Regions from separate parts of the Macaca mulatta genome. Here region 2 is linked to region 1. A link is a contact called in public Hi-C data. All regions are on one chromosome and are shown on one strand. Each heading gives the region's core, a stretch centred on a gene start, on an enhancer-like site or on the middle of the called end of the contact. The rest is flanking DNA. Distances are from core to core; before and after follow the strand shown.

Region 1 (3,911 bases), core at 847-3,346:
AAAGATAAGAGGTGGAAATGAAGAATTTACTTCCATGTGTGTGTTTGTCAGGGGGCTTTAGCTACTTCCTGTGCATGGCTTTAACTATCTTAGTCCCATATGGGCTCCTATTATACAGTAACACATATGACTTATGGGGAATGCTGGAATACCATCAGGGTGGTTACCTCTAATGAAGGGCTATTTGACAGGGATTTTTGAGCTTAGGTTAAGGAGTTTCATCTAGCTCTTTCATTATCTCGGGATGAAAGGTCAGGAGAGATGAAAACCTGCTGTCCTTTCTAAAGTCACTTGCTTCTCATATAATTATATTTCAGAATATTCCCAGTCTTCTAGTGTTTCTTCTTTTAAGATTTATTTGATAATGACAACATGAACAAAATAAAAACTCTGCATTGGGGAAATTTACTCCGGAGCTAACGAGAGACTCACAGAGAGCATCTGTCTCTAGAGACCCAGAACATTGTGGGTAATTAGAAATTCCAGAGATGAGAGCAGACAGTTTTCCTTCTCAATCACCACACTTCTCAATCTTCAGCAAGAGACTTAACCTCTCTGCCCCTCAACATCTTCTCTCAAAAATCAGAACAATTATACCCTCCATATTGGGTTATTGAGAGGGTTAAATTGAATAAGCATTTAGCCCAGTGCCTGACACCTAGTTGGTGCTACATAAATATCAGCTACTCTTATTAATATCATTAAAGACATTTGGCCAGAATCAGGCAGCTAGTTAGTGGCAGATCTGGGTGCAGAAGAGAAAGTGATGCCTCCTGTTCATCCCATGCCCCCATCTGGCCCTCTCTGGCAGGAAGAAATCACCACTTTGTGTCCCAGTTGTGATTGGAATGGCTGGCCATGCACATGCTCAGTGGAACCGAGCAATTGTAGACTGCTCAGCCTGCAGCTGTGGGGCGATTATCTGCAATCATTTGCCAACAAAGATGCTGAGTAACAAACTGAAACATTTGTTTTTGAAATGATCCATTTTCTTCAGCCATGTCGCAGTCAGAGGGAGGAAGCTGCTCCAGCTATGGCTGTGTTCATCGGAGCGCTGCGATGTTTAGCTGTCACTAAAACTTGCCAGGCACTGTAAAGTTAATAGCATCTTTTCTTAAGTAATTGCTGCCTTGCAGGAAAAGTGAATCACAAGGAGAATACAACATGGAAGATATCCTCATGATCACATTTATACTTGGTTATCCAGGGATTTGGGACAAGTTTAGGCATCTGCTGGATTAACTTCTTGAGGTCTTAAGTGTATTTCTATCTGTGGGGCTGTCCCAGTGTAGGCACTTAATGAATGTTTATTGAACAGAATTGAAGACTCTTCCCACAGCTGCGCCAGTTTATTCAACCCAAGTAAATCATTATTTCATGTTATACTGGGAAATAACAAGTGGTCCCAATTCACCTTCTTGGATAACTGGGCGAGCCTCCCTTTTACTTTGGCTATTTAGTGTTTTATTTAAGAAGGAGAGTGCCACATTGGTGGCCTGACAGGTGGGCCTCAGAGGAACTAAGAATCTAAGACCCTTCTTTATGAGCCCTAAAAGTGTACACAGGTGTTGTGCAAAACAAACACCCTCCTTACTTCCAGCTTGTTCATTTTTCTTGTCTAGAATTTCCTTGGAGAAGGCTATGCTCCAACCCAGCCGCTGGTTATGTTGTGCAATCCACTGGGATGGCAATCACCTCATTGTTTAGTTACAACCCATGAAAAGATGAAAAAAAGAAAGAAAAAAACACAGTACACATACAGAATGAGGGTGGAGACTGCATGATGATAATGAAAACCATTTGTTAGCATTTCACTCCTTTGTGAATCAGCCGAGTTTCTGGCACCAGGCCTCTGTCTGTAAAGGAAGCTGCACCTCAAAGGCCCTCCAGGGACTCTTTCTGCCTTGTCTGGTCTAGAGAGTGTCGCCTTTTGTCCCCAGGAAGGTAGGCGCTAGACTGACTGCCCCAGCTCCCTCTGCACTGCAGCCACCAGGACTGGCTCCAGCTCTCACCTTTTGTCCCAGGGCCATGTACCTATCCTGTGTGGTTGCACACTGGTGGTTACTTTTAAGCTCTGCCTAAACCACAGTTTGGTCTCATGCGTGTGAGGATGCTTTTCCCCTTTGTCATCTCCCTGTATTGTGTCCCCTCATCTGTGTCCAGCACTTTCAGCCCTGCTTTCTTTTTGGCTATTTCAACTTTTCCTTCTTTCCACAGACCTGATTCCTGTATTCTCAAAATAAGGATTCAAACTTTGGAGGAATAAAAAGCAAAAATAAATTAAAATTTAATAAATAAAACAAAAAACCTCAACAAACAAACACCGAAAATTTCACAACCAGTAGAACACTGTGTATCTGCCTGAGCATGTATGTTTTGCCTGCATTGTCCCAAACAGAAGAATAACTTCAAAAGGCACATATGATGGTTATGGGCAGAGACCAGTACCAATGCTCTTTGTGCACCTGTATTCATTAAGTCCCAGGACCTAAGTGCTTTCCCTCTCTGCCCACTTCTGAAATCTATCACAGCATTTAGATAGGTCAAGTATAGAATTTAGATCCACAAAGCATGGCAGCATTATCCTCAACAACCACCACCACCCCTACCACCATCACTGCCTCCACTTCTTCCATTACCATCACTACTATCACCTCCTCCAACACCATCATCACCACTACTTTCTCCATCACCATCACCACTATCACCTCCTCCATCATTATCACCACCACCATCTTCCCCAACACTTCCTCACCACCAACATCCTATCGCTACCACCAGCACTATCACTTCCAACATTTTGCCACGATTACCACCCCCACCATCAACACTGCCATTAATATTACTACCATCGTCACCATCCCCATCACCTCTAAAGGGTTGAAGAACTTTGGAGTCATGGAAGTTTTACCAGTGTTCTCCAAGACCTCCTCATAGGCCATAAGTAGAATCACCAGAGGCAGAAGATAGCTGAACCTTGAGGTCATTTAGTCTCTTCCAGAGTAATTAAATGAATTGTGTAGGTCCATATAACCTCCAACTGACTGGTGAATAGAGTTAGATCTAGAAATCAATATTCCTGATTCTCCATAAATTTCATTATACTATTTTCTAGCACTCATTCTGGGGCTGTTTTTTCCTTTCTTTCTCCTGAGATTTTTCTTTTCTTTTGTCAGCTTTGTATTTCCAATAATGTTGGTTATAACATTTTTCAGTTTAGACCTTGATAAATCTTAGAATTATCTCAAAAGAGCAATACCTGTAATGGTCACAAGAACATTTATATATAGACATGTGCACATACACACACAAGTATTTTTTACTTCTTCGAGATGTAGTTTTGCTGTGTCACCCAGGCTGGACTGCAGTGGCATCATCTCGGTTCACTGCAACCTCCGCCTCCTGGGTTCAAGCAATTCTCCTGCCTCAGCCTCCCAAGTAGCTGGGATTACAGGAGTACACCACCATGCCTGGCTGATTTTTTCTTTTTCTTTTTTTGTATTTTTAGTAGAGATGAGGTTTCACCATGTTGGCCAGGCTGGTCTCAAACTGCTAACCTCAGGTGATCTGCCCACCTCAGCCTCCCAAAGTGCTGGGTTTATAGACATGAGCCACTGCGCCTGGCCATATTTTTAAAAGCAGGTAAGGGATTACGTATCTTGGTCCTCCAACATGAGAAAGGCTCTTCCATTTGCCTGATGCAATCTATTAAAGGCAGGTACACAATTTTTGCAGACCATGTTGAGTTTTTCCATTTCTTCACATCTGAAGACAAGTGGACTTTGTGCTTAGGCCTCTAAAAGAAGGGAACACCCTCTCTGACCTCTCCTCTCAGCCTCCAGAAGGAGGCACTCCTCTGGTTAGTCCAATTCCATGACAGCAACGACTCCCACTTCTAAGAGAGGTGTTCT
Region 2 (3,911 bases), core at 964-3,463, 160 kb before region 1:
TAAGCCAAACAGCTCAGTGTCACTTTCTGGCTTCACCTATTTCCATGGATCCTGCAGCCCAGACATGATCTCATCAAGGCCACTCCTTAGAAGGAAGTGGGGAAGCACAGGACTATTCTGTCTCATTTTCCAAACAGAGAAACTGAGGCACTGAGCAATGAGAGAAGCTTAGTAAGGATGAGATAATGAGCTAGCTGCAGGGCTGAGAACAAACTGGGCTTTGGCTCAGAGTGGCTGCTATCTAGTACTCTGTGTGTGTAGGTGTGTGTGCACACGTGCACACTCGCACGTTCCCTCTGATCCTAAATCTTCCAAAGGGACACCCTGAAGATGACACAGTTTAAAAAGGGACCCCATTTTGCAAGACAGAATGTGTGACAATGAGCTAGTTATAGAACCTCTGTAAGTCCAGTGTCCTCACCTGTAAATAGGGAATAATAGTATCCATCTTTACAGTATTGTAATGAGTCATTAAGGTTAGTAATGAATCTGAATATCAGGATCTAATTTCTGACCCCCAGCAAACACATGAGCCACCTGATGACAGCGCCCACTTCGTGGAGTTTATGTACTGACCTGACACCATTCTTGGTTACCTGGTTCAGTGGTGGAACCACTGACCCGGTCAGCCTGGAGACCAGCTAATCTAACCTGCATCTGTATTCTATTAAATTTACTTTCCTAAGTATGTTATTTCAGTGGGGGAGGAAGCTAACTTTGAGTGCCTACTATGTGCTGGGCAATTTTCTAGGTGCTCTATGTAAATGATCCTATTGAATCCTTCTCGTAGTCTTGTGACAGGTGTTACCAAACCAAGGGTTTGCATTCCCTAAGAAATAGTTTAACTGAGTGTCCTGAACAGAGAGTGGTAGAGGGAAACAAAACTGACATTTTAAGAATCCAAATTGAAAAGATCACAAAGCTGAATGCCGGCAAGACAAAACTCCCTCTCTCATGCCCATTAACTCAACTCATTGCAAGACATTGTCTTGGTAGCCATTTCATGAGGTTGGTCATACCCTTCTTCTTGCGGCTCCCTCTTTTCTGGCTTCAGCTCTTTTCTTGTTCTCTTTCCACCTCAATCTCCTTAGTCTCCATGGGGACTGCTCTTTCTCTGATTGCCTCTTCAACATGAGCTTTCCCTTAGGGTCTGTCCTCAGCTCTTTTCTCTCTTCATGTTGAATGCTTACCTTGAGAGAGCTTTTCCCTTCCAATGCCATAGGTCACTGCCAACTGCCAGATCAGTTCCCAGTGCTTCAGACCCAACAGTCAATTACCAGTTACCTCCCAGAATTTCCTCTTGGTGTCCCTGGCAAGCATATGCAATTCTGCATGTTCAGAATTGAACTTACCATCTCTCTTCTTAACCCGCTCCTTCTCCTTTACTCCTAGCTTGACGAATGACATCACCATCAAGCTAGCCTCCCAAACTGGAGCTGAGTTAGTCGAGTCCCCTCTCCACTAACAGTGGAGACCCTTCTATTTCCTTTACCCTCCACACCCAATCTGCGCCAAGTCCTGCTGACCTTCTTTCCTTCGCATCTGTTCCCCCTTGCCGTTCCCTCATCTTGATCCTAATTTAGGCCTTCGTTTTTAAACTTGGCATCTATTTTGCTTCCCTGCAGTTCAGCTGCTGCTCCCTTTACCAGAGTGATCCTTTTATAAATCTGCAAAATTGATTGATGCCTCTGTGGCTTCCTGTCATCTTTAGAATGAAGGCCAGGCTCTCCATGATCTCCCCCTGTACACCCCTCTCCAGCTTCCTTTCTGGCCATGACCCCCACCTTCTTTATCTCCAGGTGGCGTCAGAACATCTCCAGCTTGTGCTAATGCCCACCCCCCACTTGTCTGTCCAGCAAACATCTCCTCAGCATGAGGGTCAGCTCTCTTGGGAAGACCTTCCTGGCCCATCCACCCCTTCTGCCTTTGCAAGCCTGCATCCTTGGCGCACACGCCTGCCCTGACTCGTCCCATCCCCTCAGTCTGGCCATAAACCTCTTGGGAGTGGCGATCATGCCTATTCACACGTCCCCCTGGTGTTTATCATAGTGTTTAGCACATAGTGGGAATTCCACCAGTGCTCGTTGACTGAATGACTGAAGCAGGGTAATGGAAAATTCAAGTCCATGCTGATCTATTAATACCTGGACCTGAGGGGTGGTGAGCGCTCGTTCCCCCCGCTAGAGGGCACTCTGGTCGTGTGCTTCACTGGAGGCCGCCAGCAGTGTGGCTCCACCTGGGAGCCTTGTGAAACCAGCTAGGTTCCCGTTGCTGGCAGCTTGAGCCAAGCTGCACAGGCACACTTAGGCTCAGGCCAGTCCCTTAACAGGCGCCATCATTCTCTTCACACAGATCCTTTGTTTCTCTCCTTGCCTTACCCTCACTTCACCTCACCTCATGCTCCCCCTGGAGGTACACAACCTTCACCTATGGCAGATTCAGAACTTTTCCTACTTCCTTTAGTGGTAGCCAATAATATCTGAAATAACTTCAGTTAAGACCCTAATTAGTGTCCATTGCTGAGAGTGACTTCCTGCTGCTCAGATAGTTGTGACTTACCACTGCTTTTAATACCTTTGAGTGACGTGGCACAGTGATGTGTCCTGGTGGTGGGGATATTTTTGATGGGAAGGATGGGATTGCCCTAGAGACCCTCAAGTCACCCCACACAGTGGCCTTCCTAGGAGTGCTCGGCCTCGCCTGTCGTGCTAAGGGCACGCGTCCATCGGCGTTCTACTCACAACATGCCTATTTATGGGAGTGTGGTGGGGCCTCGGAAAGTTAGTGTCCAGTTTTGAACAGGGTTGTACTTTTTATTTTTTTTTTTGAAGAAAATGTGGTAAAAAGTAATGCATTTTTCAGCTTCATTCATAAAGCTTCTTTTTCATGGAGTTCCACGGTCTTATGTGTTGTGAAACCACGCTTGAATTATTGTGGATAATTACTATTATCCACATCGGAGTGCTGGGGCTCTGGGAGCTGTGCCATTGGAGGGTCAGTTGAAGAAATGGGGGTGGTGTAGACTGGAGAAGAAAAGACATTAGAGAAGTATGACAGCTTCCTGACATGCAGATGCTTCTATTTGCATCAACATGTTATAAAGAATTTTAAAAATAAGTGTTGTCAATACTAAAGAAGCTCCTGGGATCTGTTTTGTAGAGTAGAATCTGGGGAGAGGGGTAAGAGAGGAAACAATAGAAAATTAAAAAGCAAGAGAGGCTGAGAGTATCTACCATCATTAGTTGTGCAGGATAGGGGTGGGGGTCTTGTGGAGAAAGGCTGCAGCCTACTTTCGGGCTTGGTTGGGAATGGTCAGAAGAGGGAGAGTTTTGGGAGCCTCTACACTGAGTAGGAGATCCAAAGAGAAACATGAGGAAAGAGGACCGTAAGAGGATGATTGCTTTTTCGTTATTTTTGAGAACTCCCAGCATGTTTTGAATTGCATTTTCACCTACTCTAGGTTGTTAGACTCTTATTTGAATGAGATTGTGTTGAGACAGGAATACATGGAACGCTGGGATTACCTGGGTTAAATGAGGAAGCATTTTTCTAATAACCAGTCAAGAGCAGGCCAGGCTTCCTCACCAGGATGAGGTGAGACCTACTGAGTTTGGATGAGCATCTGTAAGGAATGTAGGGGTGTTCTGCCCTAGGTGGAAGGCTGTGATGGCTTCTGGGATCCTTTCAATTCTGAGGTTCTATGACTTCATGAAAACAAGACATTGCTGGACAAGTTGAGTGGCCCACCTTCTTACCTGCCTATCCCACAGTCTGAAGTGGCATTTATGAAAAGCTGGGAACACAGAAGGAGATGATGGGTCTCCAGTGTATGGCAAACAGTTCTTTTCTGGCAGCTAATTTAGCTCTTGGAGACTCCAGTTCCCACCAAAACACTGAAGGATCATCCTGTA

The links. A called contact is a pair of places that touch in the nucleus more often than the background predicts.
Region 2: a contact with region 1 is called in a Hi-C map of fibroblasts, with 2.6 times the contacts expected there. The contact joins two enhancer-like sites. A contact is called at or near these places in 2 of 14 Hi-C or Micro-C datasets (blood and fibroblasts).

Annotation. Positions count from the first base shown.
Region 1 is chr1:124,966,681-124,970,591 of T2T-MMU8v2.0, reverse strand. The region is part of intron 1 of NGF (nerve growth factor); the gene reads right to left. Among named protein-coding and RNA genes, the nearest start is that of NGF, 36 kb to the right of the region's middle. Within about 2 kb of position 2,096, at least 8 of the 40 cell types and tissues checked have an H3K27ac peak or open chromatin away from gene starts, as enhancers often do.
Region 2 is chr1:125,127,128-125,131,038 of T2T-MMU8v2.0, reverse strand. No RefSeq gene overlaps it. Among named protein-coding and RNA genes, the nearest start is that of TSPAN2, 49 kb to the left of the region's middle. Within about 2 kb of position 2,213, at least 3 of the 40 cell types and tissues checked have an H3K27ac peak or open chromatin away from gene starts, as enhancers often do.